5 separate regions of the Mus musculus genome follow, and all the other regions are linked to region 1. A link is a contact called in public ChIA-PET, HiChIP or PLAC-seq and promoter capture Hi-C data. All regions are on one chromosome and are shown on one strand. Each heading gives the region's core, a stretch centred on a gene start, on an enhancer-like site or on the middle of the called end of the contact. The rest is flanking DNA. Distances are from core to core; before and after follow the strand shown. Region 1 holds the start of Fuca2 (fucosidase, alpha-L- 2, plasma). Region 2 has its middle 7.5 kb from the start of Gm40603. Region 3 has its middle 81 kb from the start of Gm51759. Region 4 holds the start of B230208H11Rik (RIKEN cDNA B230208H11 gene). Region 5 overlaps Hivep2 (human immunodeficiency virus type I enhancer binding protein 2).

Region 1 (2,902 bases), core at 292-2,791:
ACTTCAGAAACATCCCTCACCGCAACCCATGCTGGCTGGTGGATCAGACAGATAATGGGATCTCCTAGTGAAGAGAGAAGCTGGCTTTCAGGTTAGCGATAGTTAAAGAGTGAACAAGTTTGTGTTGCCTGTCTACCGTCATGTGACTATGAAGATACTGTGGGGTAATATATCTCTATTATTGCCCCTTTGCTCTGCTTTGGGTTTTTGATGCTTTAGCATTCAAGGATCTTCACGTCATAGCTGAACCAGGAAGCATTTATTGTAAATTTTCTGATTTTCTTTTTAATTACATGTGTGCGTGTGTGTAGGCGTGTGCATGTGAGGGGGGGGCTTTGGGAGCACGAACCCCCCCCCCCGGAACCAGAATGACCAGATGGTTGTGAGCCTCCCAGGGCGGGTGTGAGGAGTCAGACTAAGGTCCTCTACAAGAGCAGTGTCTTAGTTAAGAGTCTTACTGCTGTGAACAGACATCATGACCAGGGCAGCTCTTATAAGGACAACATTTAATTGGGGCTGGCTTACAGGTTCAGAGGTTCTGTTCATTATCATCAAGGTAGAAAGCATTGCATGGTACAGGAGGAGCTGAGAGCTCTACATCTTCATCTGAAGGCTGCTAGCAGAATACTGGCTTCCAGGTAGCTAGGATGAGGGTCTTAAATCCCACACCCACAGTGACACACCTATTCTAACACGGCCACACTTTCTAATAGTGCCACTCCCTGGGCCGAGCATATACAAATCACAAGCAGTATGGGCCCTTAACCAGTGAGAAATTTCACCAGCCCTTTTGAAAATTCTTCAAATTCTGGGACTGGTACTCCCTCAATCACGCAGGCATTGCCACTGCTATAGGGAGGCCCACCTGCAGAGTGCCTAAGAACTCCGGTGTGAGTTTGTGTGTGTGTGTGTGTGTGTGTGTGTGTGTGTGTGAGAGAGAGAGAGAGAGAGAGAGAGAGAGAGAGAGACAGAGAGACAGAGAGAGAGAGACAGAGAGAGAGAGACAGACAGAGACAGAGACAGACAGAGACAGAGACAGACAGAGACAGAGAGAGACAGAGACTGCCACTGTCTGGGGTGACATAAAGCCCAGTGTGAGTGTGTGTGTGTGTGTGTGTGTGTGTGTGTGTGTGCGCCCGCGCGCGCGCGCGCCCGCGTCCGTGCCCGAGCCCTTTGGGCAAAGGTATGCACTTACCAGAACCATTCACTACCAAAGCTGGGCACGGAGAACACTCCCCAGTGGATAAAGATGCCGAACTTGGCCTGGTCGAACCAGGCTGGCAGCGGGCGTCTGTCCAGAGATTCCCAAGTGGGGTCATAGCTAAGGGCTCTCGTGACCCCCCAAGGCCTCAGGAGCGGCAGCAGCAGCAGCGGCAGAAGCATCAGGAACCCCAGGCGCATGCGCGCCAGCCTGGGATCCTCGGGGGAACCGCCAGTCACCAGGGAAGCCGGGAACCTTCTCTGTCAGCCGCAGAAGCTGCCTAGCGCTGGCCTTCCGGCTTCTGCTAAGTGTACCCTGCTCCTGTCACCTGACCCAGACCGGTTTGGTCAGATGACTACTGTGATCTGGAGTAGGGAGTGGCCAGGAGTTTTAATGAGCTCTGGTTACTTAAGGACCCCAAGAAGGTTGCATTACTCAGGTGCACAACCAAGGAAGTCAGTTTTTGCCCACCCTCCTCATTTTTAACAGCCCTTGGCTCTGTTTCCCAGTCAGATCTGATCTACTTAGCCAAGACGCCCGGTTTGTCTGCTGTGAGACAAAAACCTAAAGGATGGTCTTTGACCCACGACCTCCCTCCCCAAGGACTCCTAACAGAAAACTCTCAAGAGGTCACCTCGACCACCAGGCCCTGGTGGCTTTATGTGTCAGAGCTGTCTGCCCTACCGTGGGACTGGAGCCTGAGACAGGAACTTCGTGGGCTGCTCAGGGCTTTTGAGGAAGCTCCCATGGCTCTCAGCCTTTGGGTCTGCCTCTGCCATCCTCGAATTTGTAGCCGATGAAATCCCAAAGTTTGGGTTCAGCCAATCTGGGTTCGGGTCCAAGATTTTACATTTCTACTCAGGCTCTTGTTATTTCTGACTTTGGTTGTTGGTGGAACAAACTTTTCTGAGAAACTGCGTTAGGAAATAAGGCAATCTTAGTTGAATGAATGTTTAAGAAGTTTGTATAGAAGGAGGGTTTGGGAACCTGCTGGGGTGGCTGAGTGCTTGCCTAGAATGCAATAAAACCAGAGTAGTGGTCAACACAGCAGTGTGGAAACAGAAACAGGAGAATCAGAGTTCAAGGTCATCTTCGACTACATAGAGAGCTACATGAGACGCTGTCTCAAAAATCAGGAAGGAAAAAAAGGAGAGGAAGGAGGGTTGGAGGGAGGAAAGGAGGGAGGGAATGAAAGTACGATCTGGGAGCCGTAGTTCAGTAATAAATGTCCTAGAGCTGTGTGTGTGTGTGTGTGAGAGAGAGAGAGAGAGAGAGAGAGAGAGAGAGAGAGAGAGAGACGGAGACAGAGACAGAGAGACAGAGAGAGACAGAGAGACAGAGAGAGACAGAGAGACAGAGAGAGAGGAACCTTCAGGTAGACTTAAAGAAAAGGAGCCAGTCACTTAGAATAATCATCAAAGTTACATCTTCAGGAACTGTATCCTAAAGTTATTTAAATGCCATTGGCCTAAAGCCGGAATCTCTACTGCTTCCGCTTTGGCAAAACCCTTATCCTTTTGTGGTACATTTCAAATGCCACCTCCTCCAGGATGCTCTGTGCCATAACCACCCCTCCCCCAATAACATCCCACTTCCTCCCAAGTGCCTCCATAGGACACCGTATCCTAACCACTAACACAGGAGTCCACAGGTGGTTTCAGAGTTGGCTGGCTAGAGATCCCAATCGCCTTAGACTGTGAG
Region 2 (2,902 bases), core at 255-2,754, 830 kb before region 1:
TAGTAGAAGCTGCAGTTTGCTTTTGCCTGGCATTTCCAGATAGCATACTGCAATGGGTATGGTGGAAAATCAAAAATGTAAACTGCATATCTCTGTAAAGCCAAAAACTTATAATTCAAACACTATAAATTAGGACCTCAAGATGCTGAACTGTGAGTGGACCACAGCATTACTTTCTATAGCAGGTAGGTGAAGACCAGGAGGTGGCTAATTTCCTGGCATCTTTATTCATTTTTCAAATGCCACCAAACAGTGTCATTTTCTCAGTTTGTGTGATTTGAAAAAGAATCTCGAAGCTCCAATTAAGCTTGTAATGGATTTGACTATTCTGTCCCTGACTTCACAATGTGTTGGAGTTGGGGCAAGGTGCCAGTCACCTCTTAGAATCCATTATCTCTTGGCATTATCTCTGAGCTTGCTGACTCTGACCACATGCAAACCTTCAGTCTTCGTTTATTTTTTGGTTGCTATGATAAAATATGATAAAGAGCATCTAAAAATAGAGTTAATGTGGCTCGAAATTCCAACTTATAGCCCACAATGGCGAGGAAGACATGGTGGCAAGGAGCTTCAGAGACCTGGTCATAGTCACTTACTATCAATAATAGAAGGAATGAATTAACAGCATGAATGCTAGAAATCAAGCTACCCTCTCCATTTTATATAGTGCAGACTCTCCAACCCAGTGAATGGCCCTGCTCATAATTAAGCTGGTTCTTCCCAGATCAACTAAGAGTCTCCCTAATAAGTACGCCCAAAAGCTTGACTTGTCGATGTGGAATTACAGTCAGTGCCAACCAGCCTAACTTCACCACAGTCAACTTGCCATGCAAACATATCACTTTTAACCCATACCCTGCAACCTTTGTTCCCATAAGCTCATCACCATCTTAATGCATACATACATACATACATATGTATACATATATACATATATGTCTATATACATATATATGTGAGCTTGTGCAGAATGAAAACTGAGTTGCATGTCTCTAGAAAATAATGGCAGAGAGCAAGAAGCACTGTTGTAAAATCAAAGCATAACAAGAAACTATAAAATGAAACAGAACGAAAATCTACCAGGGCAAACACCAAATCCTTCAGCTTCATGTTTAGAATCTGAGGCTTATGACATAGCCAAGCAGTCTCCAAAAGACCTGTGTAGCCCACTCCTCCAACTCTGCTATCCATAGCACATGGTGCTCTCTTAGGCTTAGGCCAGCTCCACTCTATACCTGTAGCCCTCCTTAGTGGATGTTCTAAGGTCCTATAAGGTCCTGGCATCTCCAGTATCCTGGGGTCTCCACTGAAGTTTGGGCTTCACTTTCACAGCGTCACAGACGGTCTTTTCAGGACCTCACTGAAGAGAGTCAAATCCTGTTACACAGTACTTGACTGGCTCACATCTGCCATCCATGAAGACCTCAACATTATAGCTCTGCCTTCAAAACCAGTACTATGTAGATGTCATCGTCACGTTCTGCTGCCAACTCAAGGTGTAGCCTGCCTGTGTGCCTTAGATTAGATCTGAAACAGCCTCTGTGTGCTAGGCTTTCTTTCCTGTTGTCTTAGTGCAGAATGGGAGGTTTCTCTTTAATGGCACCAATCGCTTTGACAGGTAAGATGCCTTGTTGACTGCACTCCACGTGTCTGAAACTTCAACTTTCCCCAACACCTTTCTCTTATTAAACAAGTTAGCCCTTGAACCTTACATCCAATTTCATTTAAATTCTCAGTGCACTGGAATAATGAATCTGGATTATTGCTCAAATAGCACACTGAATGGTCCTTTTCCCAGTTCCGAACACGGTCCTTCTGACCCTCTGAAACCTGCTGTGCTCGAGCTCCACTGTTCCTGTACTTCTCAACATCACTGTCGGGAAAGCTTCACGTAAAATGGCCCACTAATCTCTGCTTCCATCATTCAAACACTCTTAGAAGGTTCAGAACTTCTAGCCTCAAGTTCCAAACTCCTCCCACAAACATTCCTCCCACAAAGCAGTTCCCAAAAAAACTTCTTTGTCCTTTGGACCTGTAGTCCAGTTTAGAATAGCAATGGCCCTACTTCTTGGAACCGATTTCTGTCTTAGTTTCTTTTCCTGTTGCTATGACAACTTATTCTGACAAAGCAGTGTTAAGGAAGAAATGCTTTATTTGGCTCACAAGCCTGGGTGATAGTTCATCACAACATGCAAGTCCCAGCAGTAGAGTATTCAGATGGCTGCTACACCATGCTCACAGATATGCTCAGTGAAAGTGACAGTGAAGGCATAGTTGTGTCTGGTGGTGGTGGTAGTGACATCTGGACTACACTCTCTCTCTCTCTCTCTCTCTCTCTCTCTCTCTCTCTCTCTCTCTCTCTCTCTCTCTGTTATATCCTCAGGAGACAGGAAGTTGTATTCGAAGCAGTAGTTTTTGCATTTCTCTCACATGTGGTTCAAGAGCCACCCACCAAGAGTTGTTCGTTTCTATGGGAAGCCACTGAAAAGAAAATCCTTGTGACAAGCAGATGCATGATTTGCCCTAACTCATAAAGAACCAAATACTATAAGATACACAGTATATAAAGCAGTCAATGTAGTGTCAGCTCAGATTTAATGATCCAGGAGAAACCGATTTTCAATATTATCCTAGAGAGAATAACTGTAAAATGATTACTAATAGTCTGTATATATTAATTAATGCTAGAAATTGTTACAGCGGCAGTTATCCTTAACCTGCTATTGTCTAAATAAAAGATTCAGAGACCTTTTAGATTTATAACAAGCGTTGTAGCACTACAGGTGGGCAGATATAACTCCTCTAAGCTATCTTGTCTGCTTCCCTGCCAAAATCCCCATAAATACTTGCCTGTGTTGCATTTGTGCTGTTTCTTTTCCATCACGACAGCCATCAGAGAAAA
Region 3 (2,902 bases), core at 251-2,750, 710 kb before region 1:
CACCTATTCCTTCCGTTCCCACCCAGTAGAATAGTATTTACAGTGAGCCTAATTTTTCTTATGCCTTTCCAGACCGGACTACTGGACTTCAGAGAGATAGAGAATGAGCCTATATTTATGGGCTTTTAAAGAATTATTTATTTATTTTATTTTTATGAGTACACTGTAGCTCCCTTCATGCATGCCAGAAGAGGATATCGGATCCCATTACAGATGGTTGTGAGCCACCATGTGGTTGCCGGGAATTGAACTCAAGACCTCTAGAAGAGCAGTCAGTGCCTTTAACCACTGAGCCATCTCTCTAGCCCATCTCCTAAGTCCATGGAGTAATGTTGTTTATTCCACAGTGAAGGGACAAGCATGTGAGTAAATGAATGTAGAGAATTTTAAATAGTGTTTCAGTATATCATTTTAAGAGAGCACTTATTAAATAGTAGAGACTCAATAAGTACTGCATTTTGATAATTCAACGAGTCATATATTTTTGATGAGCCGAAGTCATCTTCCCTGCATCTGGGTAAAGTATTCAGTAACAGACAAGAAGAACTCAGTCTCTGTTTAGATGAAAATAAAATATAGCACTTTGTCCTATATTTTAACCTGAAAATTGTTATTAATTTATCCATAACTTGCTTTGAGAAGTGCACAAATGTTCAGCGATTCCTCTGTATTTGAAAGCTCCAAGAATGACATCAAAGTATATTTTTAACACTGTAACATAGAAAAAGTTGGCTGTCTGCTATGGCCCCTGCTGAGGGTCTCTCTCCTGACTGGGATCAGGAACAAACACTGTCTTTGTGTCATCCAGGTTGACAGGGAGGCTGCAGCGGACTCTCACCTTGTCCGAGACCTCTAGCCAAATGCCTTCCCTGTTTCTTCTCCCTGTGCTCTCTGCAGAGGAGCTAACTTCAAAATTGCATCAGCCGGCTCGGCTCACTGTTATTTCAAAGTGATGCTCACACGTGAGAAAGAAGCCTGTGGCAAGCCTTTCAAAGTACTAAAACTGTGACTCACTGCCAGACAGAAAAAAAAAGTCTTCTTTGCACACACACACACACACACACACACACACACACACACACAAGCCATAACACGCTACTGCTAAAATTAAAATTAATTTTTTTCTCAAAACAGGCCATCCATGGCTACACATCAGTAATAACATTACAACTTAAACCTTAACAAAAAGAGTCTAATTTTCCAGTGGATTCGGGGAAGAACATTAGATAATACTTAATAGCAGGAGCAAAACAGAGATGTTCCCTGAAAAGTGATTTAACTGGGTGATGTCATGGAGTTATGAGGGAAGGGTAGTCTGGCTTTCTTGGCAATGTGAGCTTCAAATGAAGTTTGGAAGTAATTTAAAAAAAAATGTTGTTCCACAAAAATGTATCAGTCATATAATTCAGAAAAGCCGTGACTTTGCACTTAGGAAAGACTGTCTCCTCTCTCTACTTCATCTCCAGAGCTGATTCTGTCACTTAAATAGAAACCACAGGCCTTGCTTGACACATGCTACTCCGACTCTCACTTCCTGTTTCATAACAAACTACTCCCCCTCCCTTCTGGGAGCTTGCAATCTGTCCCAGAAGCCGCAGATGTATGATACAATGAAGCAAAAACTGAGGGAGAGCAATTAGTCTGAGGACTAAAAGAAAAAAAAAAAAAAAACTGTTTCTTTGTCTTCCTTCCATCCGGGTAGTTGCTGAAGATCGGAGAAAGCAAGGAAAGATCAATATGCATCTCCAACATGTCAAAATAGGTTGAAAAATGAAACATTCATTCGGCCTCTCGCTTGTTTATGTTTGTAGTGCATGTTTGGTAGCTGAATTGGTCCCTTTGGATATTGTCAAGTGGGGCTTGAAGGAATAATGAGCAGACACTTATTTTAAAGAGCAAACAGCAGTGTAAGAGGAGAAGCAAAAATAGCAGAGCTGGAGAGTGGGTTCTATGAGGTGGAGTATGACAGAGTCTAACTCGCTTCTCATCCAGCTGAGAGCGCTTCCTAAGGACACCACCCAAAGAGCCATGAAGCTGGAAAGGGCAGGCATTTGCATCCTCAGCCAGAGCTTCTGATTGACAGCCCACTTACCCGAAAGCATCAGGAGGCTTTGGGAAGTGTGCCCACATTCAGCCAAGATCAAGCCTTTTTGGATATAAGCATATATAATGAGGTGCATGAGCAAGGAATCTTAAAGCAAGGTGGTAAGTGGATTCAACATTAACCATACTGTTTATCCACTTTAAACAGAGTCAGAAAGGAAAGTTCATTGAGGGGCTGGGGAGATTGCTTGGTCAGCAAAGTCCTGCTCCTCAGGCGTGAGGATCTGAGTTGCATCCCCAGAATCCAGGGAAAAAAAAGCAGGGTATAGCACACACTTGTAAACACAGTGTTGAGAAGGTCCCTACTGCTCCCTAGGTCAGCTTAGTAAATAACAGGATCCTCGTGAAAGTGAGAGACCAAAGGAGGGTGTCTTAGTCAGGGTTTCTATTCCTGGACAAAACATCATGACCAAGAAGCAAGTTGGGGAGGAAAGGGTTTATTCAGCTTACACTTCCATACTGCTGTTCATCACCAAAGGAAGTCAGGACTGGAACTCAAGCAGGTCAGGAAGCAGGAGCTGATGCAGAGGCCATGGAGGGATGTTCTTTACTGGCTTGCTTCCCCTGGCTTGCTCAGCCTGCTCTCTTATAGAACCAAGAGTACCAGCCCAAAGATGGTCCCACCCACAAGGGACCTTTCCCCCTTGATCACTAATTGAGAAAATACCCCACAGTTGGATCTCATGTAGGCACTTCCCCAACTGAAGCTCCTTTCTCTGTGATAACTCCAGCTGTGTCAAGTTGACGCATAAAACCAGCCAGTATAATTGATCCCTTGTCAACTTGACAAACAAACACA
Region 4 (2,902 bases), core at 186-2,685, 580 kb after region 1:
AAACTAACTTGTGTTCCAGACCCATCCCTGAACTGAGGCCAGAAAACGGAAATGCAATCGTCTAGAGCACCAGAAAGAATATTTCTGAGAAGAACCCTCCGGTGCAAAGCTGGGTTGGTGGAGAAGTTCTGCAGCCCCGGGCAACAGCAGCAGTGCAGGCAGGGGGCTTCCTTTAGTTGAGCAAGTCTGCAAGAGATCTCTATGGCCTCATTCAAAATGAGGATAGGAACGCCTACATTACAGTTATTAAGAAAATTAACCGAGCCCCTGAAGAGTGGTACTCACTCTAAGCCTTTAACCCTGACATTTAGGAGGCAGAGACAGACAGGTCTCTGTGAGTTTAAGGACAGCCTGGTCTATATAGAGAGTTCCAGGACAGCCAGAGCTACATAGTGAGACCCTATCTCAAAAAAAAAAAAAAAAAAAAATCAAGCTAGACAAAACTGTGTGTAGGGAGCTTAGAGCAATGCTTGGGTTATAGAGTGCACATGTTCTCATGTTCTCATTTGCATTTAACACCCATTGCGTGCAGCTTCAGGCCTCTCTCTGATCACCTGGTGAGGTAATCACCCCATGTTACTGACCCCATGTTACATTCCACAGGCTGCCTCCAGACTCTAGCACAGTGTCCGCACAGAGAACAAGGCCTGAGGACCTAGGCTCTCTGGTGTACTTCTCTGAGTGCTTACCCTGGATGCCCTAAAGGTACTATTGAGGAACATGGTCAGGCAAAGGTCAGTGGAGTTCCCGCCATTGGGAGATAGACAGGAGCTGTCTGGATGCTAGAGTAGAGTTCCTTCGTAAGGAGTCCGGTCAGACTTAACCAGGACTCAAGAGAACCAAAAGCTGGGTGTTCCCTGGGGGTCACAGAGCTGTGAGAGATGGTAGAGCAGTTGGATCATTACAGTGAAACTGAGAAAATGTTTGAGGGAGCCACTGGGAGGTCTGAAACAGTGGGGCACTTTGTGAAACAGTGCATCCTAGGTTTACAGTCAAAGACTGAAGCCACCAGACCTGTATAAACCAAACATGGGGGTGGGTTAGGGGAGAGGGACAAGGTGGGACAGCCAGAGCAAGGCTCAGCCACCAGCTCCCTGCCTGCAGCTGCAGAAACACCTAGCCTGAACCCTGGGGTAGAGCCAAGGTTTTGAGGAACAGCCGAAGTAATGCAAATAAACCGCTGTACCCTAAATTGCTTTTTGTTGTGGGTGTTTTGTCCCAACAACAAAAGGGGAGCTAAAACAGGAGACAAGTTAAAACAAGAGTTTGCCCTCTAGGGGAGCTGTAGGGGTGGCAGGAATCCAGGAGGTCTTGACCCTGCATTTGAAGCAGAGCAAAGGGGACAGTGTCTACACAACCAGGGAGGGGGTGGGGGATTGGGCCACACTGCCCTGACCACACAGCTTTCTCCGGAACCTCCTCTTTCTCCGGAACCTCCTTCCGGCATGTGGTAACACTGGCGAGGAAGGAAAGCCGCGCGCGCACAGGTGCCGGGCCCCGGGAACCTATTCGATTTAGAAGAAACACACTGATGGTTGCCCTGCGGACCCGTGCCTACACCGCCCGAGGGACCCCTCCCACCTCCGCTCCGGAGCCCAGAAGTTAGCTGTGGAGTTTGTTTGTCGCGCCCGCGCACCTACAGTGAGCAAGGAGAGCCGGCGCCCGCCGGCCCAGAGCTCTGTCCCGCTCTCTGCTCCTGCAGTTCCTTCGCTGCCGCCGAGATCTCGGGGCGACAGTGAGCGGCGGCGGCGGCGGCGGCGCGAAACCCCGGCGGCAGTCTCCGAGTCTCTGTAGCCGGGTCGGGAAAGCGCCGCGCAGCCTGCGCAGAAGCATCCTCGAGTAACTGGGGAAAATGAGGACGGTATTGTGAGCTTTGTAGGAACAGCAAAGAGAAGAGAGCACGCCTGCACCAGGATGGCCGAGTGGTTAAGGCGTTGGACTTAAGATCCAATGGACATATGTCTGCGTGGGTTCGAACCCCACTCCTGGTAAAGTTGCTGTTTTGTTCCTTGCCGCGGTCTGTCAGTTGTTTTTAGGTCCAGAGCTTTTGGAAATTTAGAAGTCTTATTTCAGTTGAAAGAAATGTTCTTTAATCCTTAATAGGGCGCTGCTACAAGGCAGCCCAATTTCCCGCAGTGAAGCGACCGTGTCTCCAGGAACCGACCTGAGCCAGGCGGGAAGAGGCTCCCCGGAGAGGTCTGGTATTGGCTAACTTTTTGCAAAAGTACTTTTGCACAGAAGAAAAAAGAAAAAAAAAAAAAAAAAAAAAACAAGTCCGCTTTTGCCTTTCCTCTGTCCGCTCCCCACCCCCTTCTTTTTTCTTCCTTTCCCTTTGTTTTCTTTCTTTCCTTTCTTTTCATTTCCCCCCCCCTCAAAGTTTAACGTGTTCACATGCAGTCTTTCAAAAATGTACCATTTGACCATGAAGACCCAGAATTTGAAATATTTTCGATTTTTATCTTCTCCTATTTTCTTTGGGTTTTTTTGTTTTGGTTTGGTTTGGTTTGGTTTGGTTTTTGGTTTCTCGAGACAGGGTTTCTCCGTGTAGCCCTGGCTGTCCTGGAACTCACTTTGTAGGCCAGGCTGGCCTCGAACTCTCAGAAATCCTCCTGCCTCTACCTCCCAAGTGCTGGGATTAAAGGCGTGTGCCACCCTATTCTCTCCAAAAGTGTTTTTTATCAAAGCAGTCCAAGATCTTAAACACATTTTGTAGGCGTGGCTCAAGGAACTCCCCAGCCTTTTGAATAAGTTGAGACACTGATTAAATAAACCCCTCTCTACAATCATAAAACCTCGGAAACGTTGGTTATTACCATTGATCATTTATTTTCACGTGTTCCTCAGGTCCATTCAGTTATCTGGAGTCGTAGAAAAATATTTTTCGAAAAACTCGGAACTCTGT
Region 5 (2,902 bases), core at 237-2,736, 540 kb before region 1:
AGTAAGGGCTGGCACTTTTAGAACTATCTCTCATCTGCGTTTGAGTGTACTCAACAACTATTATCTCATTACTTTACCACATCCTGGGAAGGGCTAAGTGGCAGACAGCATCCATCCACTGTCCTCCCTTTTCACTAAGAAGCAGCAAGGGGTTAAAAAACCAAGACCTTCATACTCCCCAGATCCACTTAACTGCCCTGGCCAAGCTGCCTCCAAGGAGAGGAAAAAATATCTCCTTAGATCAGAATGGAGACAGGCTTGCTGTACAGTGCCCTTGTGTTAAACCTAAGAGACAGATGCAAGACGCTTACTCCTCTCTCGTGGTAAATAACTCCAACATGACTGATGCTCCACAGAAATCAATAGCAGGGACGATTGCCTTTTTTGGAACTGCCTGGGCAGTCAGCTGGAGAGGGGGCACTGCTAATCCCAGGCATGCTGCCTGGATCATGCACTGAAAACAGGCTTCACAAAAGAGAAGGGCGAGTAGCTTACTTATTAAAGAGACAACTGTAAAGTCTGATACAAACAGGCAAGCGTAAAGCCTCCACTACACAGACCCAAAGCTTGGCTTGGCAACCAAAAAAAAAAAAAAAAAAAAAAAAAAACCCAAAACAAAACAATAAGCAGTTGAAAAAGTCTAGCCCCCCTTCATCCCTGAGATGACACCGCCACTGAGAAACAGTCTGCAGAGAGGGCTGGTGGAGATGGGCTCCCCAGTGACCCAGAACCCACAGCAGGAAGTAGAGGGGAAGCCTCCTCCGCCTGTCTGACACTAACCCAGTGAAAGACTGCAGTGGAGACCATGGGGATTTCTCCTTTTGCTTTGGTTCTGAAGCAGCCTACACTTTCCTCAAGGCCAAAAGTCTAGCTGACAATTGCCTAAATCGTGTTCCCCAAGGTCGTTCCTTTCTGCACTGCCCACCAAGGCAAGGGAATCCATGTGACCTTGAGGAGGATGAAAGTCATTTCTGACCCCACTTTTAATTCTCAACTGATTTAACTGAAACCAGACACTGGGTGCCAACAACGAGAAGTTTAAAACATTGTACATGAAGCTTGGGCTGATGAGCAAGTCACAAAATGATATATACTAACACCCAGTGCTGCCTGTCAACTTAAAAATTAAAATAAAATAAAATAAAATAATGAAGACAGAAACTCTATCAGCTCCTTTACAACAAACAGGCCTGGTTCGTTTACAACTCCTGGAAATAACTCTGGGTCGGTCAAATGTTCTTATTTCATATGTTCTCACCGGCTTTCAGGACTGGGGCACATTGTTTCCCCAAACACCATCCGGCCATAATGACCAGGTTACCACTGATAATTATGCTCGCCTGTCTATAGGTTTGTCAGCTAAATGAATCCACAGACGCCCGTCATAATGAGCAGAATTCAACTTCTGCCACAGCTGGGCTGACCACATCACATTAGGAAAACAAGCTCTTTGCAATAACCAGTTCTGGGCATCACTGGTTAAAAAAGACTAGTTTCCTGTTTTTCTCAAAGACTTCACAATGTGGGTATTGCTATTTTTTACCCCACCCACACTTCTTCTCTTTAATTGCTGAAGATTAGATGCTGTAAACACCTAACCATGGGTAGTGTGTGTGTGTGTGTGTGTGTGTGTGTGTGTGTCTGTGTGTGTCAGGTGGGGTTTGTCCATTCCTAGCCAAGGCCTCACCTTGGCTGAGACAGGACTTGGGGATTCGGCATGAACTTCCCCGCAGCCTCAACTCAGAAAGCTGACCTTGGAGCTGGGCCTGAGCTAGGGAGGTGCTGCAAGCTCTGTGCTAGGTCCTTGTAGCTGACACCAGAAATGGCAGTTTGGGGGAGAAGACCACTTACAAGTGGAATTGCAACTCAGGTTTGCTAAGCAAATCCCACAGTTAAGAGTCTGGTTAAAAAAATAGTTACGAATCTATTTTTAAAAAAAAAAAGCAAGTATGAAATGCCAACCTAGCATCTACTTATAACCATGGAGAGGCGTCCTTCTCCCTCACTGGAAAAGGCTGCTTTCTTTTTCCAGGGACGTTTAAGGACATGTTTAAGGTACAAAACAGCATGGCTGCTCTGCTTGACCCCCACCACCTCAGTCAAGACCCTGTTCTAAAGTCAATTCCTCCCAGACCCTCCACAAACTTACAGGGGGCGTGTGTGTGCACGGAAGCACATAGCTGCATTTGTGCATCCCTGTCTGTCTGTCTGTCTGTCTGTCTGTCTCTCTCTCTCTCTCACACACACACACACATACACACATACACACACACACACACACACACACACACACACACACACACACACGTGAATGAGAAGGATGATCTGTGTCTGCCTCCTGGGGGAGTGGGGGAGGGGTGCAACAGAATGTGTGCATCACTGAAGCCAGCAGCCCCCCAGGCTGAGCCTAGGTAACAGCAAGCAATGGGTGAGTACTTCCTGAGCACTCAGCCCGGCCTCCAGCCTCCCACTCCGACTTCCGATGACCTGTGTCTCCCCTCCTCTGCCTACATTCTGGTCACCACGTCTCTGGAATCCCTCATCCTGCGTTCCTTTGCATCTGCCTTTCTCACAGACCAAGAGCTCTGAGAGGTTGCATGCGGCAATAGCCGCTCAGCAAACACCGGATGATCTGTGACAGGAAAGTCACTTTTGACTGACAACTTTGGAGTTAGTCAAGTACACAATCTATTTTTTTTTTAAATCTGGAAGAAAAAAGTCACAATTAGGAACAGATTTCTGCCTATAGCTCCTTGATCTAATATTGCGACTTTGAAGCTGTTTTTCTTTAAAACTTTTAAAATGTTTTCTTTAAAAGTCAATGAAGACAGGGGACTCCAGGGGAAATTAAAATCTTCGTTTTGAAGGAGTGAGGAAAAGTGGAGGTCCCAGTTTGAATCTT

What was found. ChIA-PET counts read pairs in DNA pulled down with a chosen protein or histone mark. HiChIP or PLAC-seq counts read pairs in DNA pulled down with a chosen protein or histone mark. Capture Hi-C pulls out chosen DNA fragments and counts their contacts.
Region 2: an RNA polymerase II ChIA-PET map of memory CD8 T cells shows a contact between it and region 1, with 5 times the contacts expected there. The contact joins the enhancer-like site here to the promoter of Fuca2 in region 1. A contact is called at or near these places in 5 of 39 promoter capture datasets (the 3T3-L1 cell line, cranial neural crest, hippocampal neurons and 2 more), 2 of 115 datasets of contacts at active chromatin or transcription factors (large pre-B cells and memory CD8 T cells) and 2 of 9 other capture datasets (adipose tissue and liver).
Region 3: an H3K27ac HiChIP or PLAC-seq map of T-cell acute lymphoblastic leukemia shows a contact between it and region 1, with 3 times the contacts expected there. The contact joins the enhancer-like site here to the promoter of Fuca2 in region 1. A contact is called at or near these places in 8 of 39 promoter capture datasets (the 3T3-L1 cell line, the C10 cell line, frontonasal cranial neural crest and 4 more), 2 of 15 datasets of contacts at CTCF or cohesin (the NIH/3T3 cell line and pro-B cells), 1 of 484 Hi-C or Micro-C datasets (bone marrow-derived macrophages), 7 of 115 datasets of contacts at active chromatin or transcription factors (T-cell acute lymphoblastic leukemia, astrocytes, bone marrow-derived macrophages and 3 more) and 2 of 9 other capture datasets (adipose tissue and liver).
Region 4: a promoter capture Hi-C map of adipose tissue shows a contact between it and region 1, with 2.2 times the contacts expected there. The contact joins the promoter of B230208H11Rik here to the promoter of Fuca2 in region 1. A contact is called at or near these places in 5 of 39 promoter capture datasets (hematopoietic stem and progenitor cells, hippocampal neurons, liver and 1 more), 1 of 115 datasets of contacts at active chromatin or transcription factors (bone marrow-derived macrophages) and 1 of 9 other capture datasets (adipose tissue).
Region 5: a contact with region 1 is called in an RNA polymerase II ChIA-PET map of memory CD8 T cells, with 17 read pairs. The contact joins the enhancer-like site here to the promoter of Fuca2 in region 1. A contact is called at or near these places in 3 of 115 datasets of contacts at active chromatin or transcription factors (large pre-B cells, memory CD8 T cells and microglia).

What each region holds. Positions count from the first base shown.
Region 1 is chr10:13,499,667-13,502,568 of GRCm38.p6, reverse strand. It overlaps Fuca2 (fucosidase, alpha-L- 2, plasma), which reads right to left and starts at 1,541. Exons shown (of 7, transcript NM_025799.5): 1 at 1,196-1,541. The coding sequence starts at 1,401.
Region 2 is chr10:14,328,458-14,331,359 of GRCm38.p6, reverse strand. No RefSeq gene overlaps it. Among named protein-coding and RNA genes, the nearest start is that of Gm40603, 7.5 kb to the right of the region's middle. Within about 2 kb of position 1,504, at least 18 of the 459 cell types and tissues checked have an H3K27ac peak or open chromatin away from gene starts, as enhancers often do. A contact at or near this core is called in memory CD8 T cells, where this site is marked.
Region 3 is chr10:14,206,444-14,209,345 of GRCm38.p6, reverse strand. No RefSeq gene overlaps it. Among named protein-coding and RNA genes, the nearest start is that of Gm51759, 81 kb to the right of the region's middle. Within about 2 kb of position 1,500, at least 130 of the 459 cell types and tissues checked have an H3K27ac peak or open chromatin away from gene starts, as enhancers often do. A contact at or near this core is called in T-cell acute lymphoblastic leukemia, adipose tissue, bone marrow-derived macrophages and 2 more, where this site is marked.
Region 4 is chr10:12,921,660-12,924,561 of GRCm38.p6, reverse strand. B230208H11Rik (RIKEN cDNA B230208H11 gene) reads left to right here and starts at 1,435. Exons shown (of 3, transcript NR_038028.1): 1 at 1,435-1,988; 2 at 2,845-2,902. n-TLtaa3 (a tRNA gene) reads left to right here and starts at 1,909; the gene lies at 1,909-1,991.
Region 5 is chr10:14,043,800-14,046,701 of GRCm38.p6, reverse strand. All of the region lies in intron 1 of Hivep2 (human immunodeficiency virus type I enhancer binding protein 2), which reads right to left. Among named protein-coding and RNA genes, the nearest start is that of Hivep2, 79 kb to the right of the region's middle. Within about 2 kb of position 1,486, at least 130 of the 459 cell types and tissues checked have an H3K27ac peak or open chromatin away from gene starts, as enhancers often do. A contact at or near this core is called in memory CD8 T cells and microglia, where this site is marked.